Linked DNA regions of Mus musculus: region 2 is linked to region 1. Evidence: chromatin contacts called from public promoter capture Hi-C data. All regions are on one chromosome and are shown on one strand. Each heading gives the region's core, a stretch centred on a gene start, on an enhancer-like site or on the middle of the called end of the contact. The rest is flanking DNA. Distances are from core to core; before and after follow the strand shown.

What was found. Capture Hi-C pulls out chosen DNA fragments and counts their contacts.
Region 2: a promoter capture Hi-C map of adipose tissue shows a contact between it and region 1. The contact joins the promoter of Tyw3 here to the promoter of Lhx8 in region 1. A contact is called at or near these places in 9 of 39 promoter capture datasets (cranial neural crest, embryonic stem cells, frontonasal cranial neural crest and 4 more), 4 of 484 Hi-C or Micro-C datasets (embryonic stem cells, hematopoietic stem and progenitor cells and palatal mesenchyme), 12 of 115 datasets of contacts at active chromatin or transcription factors (craniofacial prominence, embryonic basal ganglia, embryonic forebrain and 4 more) and 3 of 9 other capture datasets (adipose tissue, liver and pancreatic islet).

The regions. Positions count from the first base shown.
Region 1 is chr3:154,329,276-154,331,871 of GRCm38.p6, forward strand. It overlaps Lhx8 (LIM homeobox protein 8), which reads right to left and starts at 1,285. Exons shown (of 9, transcript NM_010713.2): 1 at 997-1,285. The coding sequence starts at 1,077. It overlaps AI606473 (expressed sequence AI606473), which reads left to right and starts at 1,546. Exons shown (of 3, transcript NR_040387.1): 1 at 1,546-1,788.
Region 2 is chr3:154,595,800-154,598,395 of GRCm38.p6, forward strand. It overlaps Tyw3 (tRNA-yW synthesizing protein 3 homolog (S. cerevisiae)), which reads right to left and starts at 1,299. Exons shown (of 6, transcript NM_172474.5): 1 at 1,054-1,299. The coding sequence starts at 1,227. It overlaps Cryz (crystallin, zeta), which reads left to right and starts at 912. Exons shown (of 9, transcript NM_009968.4): 1 at 912-1,485.

The DNA.
Region 1 (2,596 bases), core at 35-2,534:
CAATGCGGGTCAGAATATTTTAGAGCACGCGGACGCGTCGCTCAAGTGTCCCCAATCCCTGGCTGCACTTTCAGTTTTGTTCTATAAACGAATGCAATCTCTCTGAGAAGTCTAGTTTAGGGCGAGTGGGTCCGCGGATTCCAGCAGCCCACACCCCTCGCTTTTGCGTCCCTTTGTCTCCTTTTCCTCTGTCTTCCGAAAGCTCCAGGTGAGCCAGCGGCCGCACGCCTGGGTAGCCCCGGCGCAGCTGCTCCCGGGCGCGTCTTCGTGGACAGAAAGCATCCAGACAGAAACGCTACCCGCAACCGTCAGACAAACACGAAGCCAGCACTACTCTGCCCATGTCCAGCCGATACCCCCACCCCGGCCCTGCTCTCCAACAGTTTAGGAACCGAGTTCCACCATAAAATGCGAGCACCCACGGGTCTTGCCTCCGGAGTAGGTGACAGCTTGCCAGGTCTCCCCGTTAGGCTCGCCTCGTACTGCGAAATTTGCCCTTTTGGTATTTCCAACGAAATCGTTCTTTTGTCCCTTTCTAAGAGCGGGCGGGCCCTGGAAGACTCAAGTCCCCAGGTCTGTCGCCGCCGGGTCTCAAGCCCCACATTCACCTTATCCGTGGCAAGAGCCAGCGTTCAGCAGAGCGCAGCCATTGGTATCTGGTGCCCTGAGACAAACACCTAGACCCCCGGCCCCTGCCCCAGACTGCCGCGAACAGCCCGTCACGTAGAATACAAGCAGGACTCACGTTGCCCCGTGAGCGTCTTAGGCTCCAGGTTTCGTCTCCCAAATTAGAGTGTCCATGCCTTAGGTTAAGTGAGCCCGTGGGGAGGGGACGGAGTGATTACTACCTAACGCTACTACGTAATAAAAAAAATTGTCAGGTCTGGAGACGAGGCAGTGACAGGTAGTTTCCCAGCCTGGTTTAGGGGCCGGACAACTCTCTTCTCTCAAGGAAACTCCTATTCAACAGATCCCGCCCGGTGTAGGCTCGCTTACCTTCTCGCGGGGAACCGCCAGCTCCGGCACTTCCTTTCCCTCCAGCTTACACACAAACATCTGATCGCTCTTCCAATACATGGCCCCGCAGGCGCTGCTCGTCACATACCAGCTCCAGAGGGTCAGAGGCTGTGGGTGTCCGCAGTGTCCCCTCCTCCGCCCCCAAAGGCCAAGGAAAGCTAACAGGCAGAACAGCGATGCCACCAGTGTGTCTTGTTCCAAAAAGGCCACAGTGACCGTAACCACTCTCTGACCCACTGTTCTTCCTCTCTCAGCCACACTAAGGCCTGTCCCTCCAGGAAAAGAGGGAAAGTTGTGTTTTCCAGAGGGTGGAACCTCGCAGAGAGGAGGGGGTGTGGGGGAAAAGTCTTTTCCTGAAGGGACAGCCTCACCTCCTTATGAAAAACCCGCCTTCTCTACATGTTAAGATCTTTATCTGCACCAGACAACTTACTCTGAGTTCAGTGTTAAAGGTGGGGGGGAATTGCGGATGTCCGTTAACTTGCCTTTTTTTTTTCTTTTTAAGAATAAGCTTTCTGCCTCTGAGTTGTCTTTAAATTCTCGCTCCCCAGCCAAAACCTAAACAAAGATTCGGGTTACAGCTCTTTCAGCGGCTCACGGAGGGAAAGCGGAGGTCTTCTGGATTCCCAAGTCTTAGGTCTCCCTAAATGCGCACCAATGGTTCTCTCTACATTTTCGAAAGGTTTTCCCGTTAAGATAATGAAGGGACAAACGAAGGACTAGATTTGATTCGCGACTAGATTTGAAATCAAGGATACAAGAAAAACGAAAGTATGTTACGATTTTTTTATTTTCTTTAATTCTAGACAAACGGTATGCCATAGATAGACTGCTGCGCACTCCACATTCCCGTGCTTAAGTGTGAACGTTTGAATGTGAGTAGGGTAGAGATAATTTTTATCTGAATTGGAAAGTGTGAGGTTTTTTGTTTGTTTGTTTATGAGGTCTCACTTTGTTTATAGAAGAAAAATTTTGTAAGAAGTTATTTTTTAATTACTTTTATTTATTTGTCCCTTTAGATAAGCAAAAGAGAAACGTTTGGAATTTAAGTGATATAAGAACATCCTGGAGTCAGTTTCTCAAGCCTTATAACAAAACCATGCTTTTGTTACCTTAGTTAGACAGAAATATATGTAGTGAAACACAAGGAAGAGCAATCTTACTCCCTTGTCTTATTTTAGCGGGAGAAGAAGAACCCAGACCAGCCATCAGGGGTAGTGGAGGGGCCAGCAGCAACTAATGCTGACCACACTTTCTCTGGACAAAATGAGCATTGGGGTGGGCAGGGATTAAAGGTTTTCTTTGATTGCCCCTTTCCTCCTTAAACACAGAGGACGTTTGAACATACGCCATCTCGGCTCTCCTTTTCAGCCATTACATACACTTTCATATTAGCACCCTCTGGCCGATGCCCATCAGGAGATCTCCATTAAATTTAGCGTGGAGTATGAGGGACCTGAGATTTAAGAATCGACTGTATTCTGGTAAAGCATAGAACGGTGGAGGTTTGGACCGACTGCCCGAAAAGCTAAATAGTGGTTGTTGTTGCTGCTGCTGCTTCTGTGGCTTCTGCTGCTGA
Region 2 (2,596 bases), core at 49-2,548, 270 kb after region 1:
AAAAAAAAAACAAAAGGTAGGGAGGAGGCTGGAAGTTTCACTCAGTGGTAGAGTGTTTGCTGAGCATGATCGAGACCCTAAGTTCGGTTCTCAGTACTCTGCCACTCCTAAATGAAGAACAGGAACAAGACAAAGACAAGTAACTAAAGAAAATAGTTCAATCTTGGCAGTTGGTTAAAATGAGGAAAGGATTGCAGGTTACAGAACAATATAAATTTGGATTTTCTAAAGTAAATTCTGCTTAAAAATGAAAATATATAAAATATATATCATATTCTATTATGATTATATTTTGTATAATCATAATTATAATATGTTTTCATTATAGATATTTTACACATAGTATATACATATATATTTATACATTTATAAATATATTATACATATATGTGTATGCATCCCTCATATGCATATACATATGAATGTGTTGTGAAACATGGCTTGGAGAAGAGACAACAGTGTTTTGGAGACTCGTCTGAATAAACCCAGGCAGGGCAGTTGTAGAAGAGGTGTGGGCAGCTAGCTTGTGAGCAAGAGTGTCCATGAACAGAACGGGAGTGGTGGAAGCAATATAAACATGAACAGACCTCGATAATCTGGGACTTCAGTACGTGAAGAACCAAGCGGAACCTAGCGACTTTTAACCAGCAATATGGGGCCAGGCACGATGAGAAATGTTGGAAATAAATTACCCTATTTCACGTGTTGTCTAGTTATCCTGTGTTGTGGGACAGGAAGAGGATGAGAGCGTGCAGCCAGGGGCTTTGACCATGTATCTACAGTACTGTTTCATTTAGAGCTAAAATGCCCAGGGCTGTAATAATGACACCGGCCACCAGGGGGCAGCGACCCCTTAACCTTCGGGCGCCCATCTCATAGCGACAGTGATTGGGTTAGCGCGGCTCGAGGGCGAGCGTGACCGAAGGGACTTGGAGACTCGAGCTCCTCCAGCGCTCTGTAAATCCAATCCCCAGCCTTCGCCACTTAAGCTAGCTCCACCATCACCCGGAGGACGCATTAGCATTGCACAGCCTCCCCCGGCCCGGGCCTCACCCCGTCCAGAAGGAGGATGCGCCCTGCGCAGGAGCTGGTGGTGAAAAACTCTTCCCGCGAGTTCAGGAGCTCCACCACCTCCACCGCGTCCTCGTCCACACTGCCCTTGCGGCTAAGGTCCGCCTTGCTCAGACTCTGCGCCTTCCACCGGCCGAACTCCGCGCTACGGTCCATGAGCGAGCGAGCGAGCTGGGGTCGGCTTTCTGCTCTGGAATGCGCCTTCTTCTCCATGGGCGCAGCCATATTGCCGCCACGGTGGCCGGAGAGGACCAAAGTTCCCCATTGGCGCAACCAGGAGCAAGACGTGCGCCGCCAGACCGTACAGGCGTAAACCGAGAGGGGGAGCCTAGCGAAGTTAGGGAAAGCCAGCCCACCTCTTTCCCCACAGACCTTCTGGAGCTTAGGAGGTTTTGTTTCCTACTCTAGAGGAGGGTAAGTCACCCAGGACCGCAAGCAAGGTCCTACTCTTGTCTGCCGGGAGGCTTTTTTTTTTTTTTTTTTCTTTCTTTCAAGTTCTAGGCTCCAGGAGATCTATCTGCACTGGAGAACTGCACAGCAGGCGGCCGGTGGTTCCGACTGGGGTAGCTGCCTACTGATGCCTGGGGATTTCTGCCGCCACCCAGGCACTCGCGCCCCAACTCCGGGTTCACAACTTCCCAGGTGCAGGTAGAGGAGGTCTGTGTTCTGTCCTCCGGTGTGTATGCAGTGGGCGTTGTTATTCCTATTTTTAGACATAGTGGCACCCACCTACAGTAGTCTTCAAAAGAAAGAAGAGAGACCTAGAGAGAGTCAGAGACAGAGGGACACAGAGAGGGACAGAGTTAGAAAAACCTAATACATTGTTAACTACATCTTGCGCATTTACAGTTCCCAGAGTTCCTGCCTCAGTCTTGTGACCAGAAAAGACCTGTTAATGATTGAAAGTGCAGAGGCCACTGTGTGGACTTCGTGTCCACCTCGAGCCCCTGAAGCCACCATAACTCCCCGCTGGCTCCTGCCCTAGGAAATGCAGCTTGTAGCAAGCAGCATTCTGTCACACTGAAGCGGGGCCTGCCCTGTCCATGAGATGCTGCAGGGGTACAGAGTGATCAGTGTGAAAGCAAGACCGTGACAACATCATATAGCCAGAAGACTTGGACTGGATACTTTAATTTTCATCATTTATTCGTGTTTCCAAGTTAATAGTAAGCCACAAGCTTCCATGAGCCATTCTGGAACAGTGGCAGTACATTTTATAACTATGAGGCCTCTTTTTTAGTCTTCATTTAAAACTCTCTCTAGAAATCAATTTTATTTTATTTTGCTCTTTTTTCCACACCGTGTGTATTCCTGGTGCACTCAAAGGACAGAAGAGGGTATTAGATCTCCTGGGACTGGAGTTAGAATAGGTTTCGAGCCTGAGTCACCAAGTTGGTGCTGGAAAGCCAAATGAAGCCCTCAGCAAGAGGATAACAAGTGTTCCTTGCCGCTAGCCCTAACCTTGGCCCTCTGCACTTCATTAGTAATATGTCTTTCCTCTTGAGTTTGAGAGTTGACTCACTAA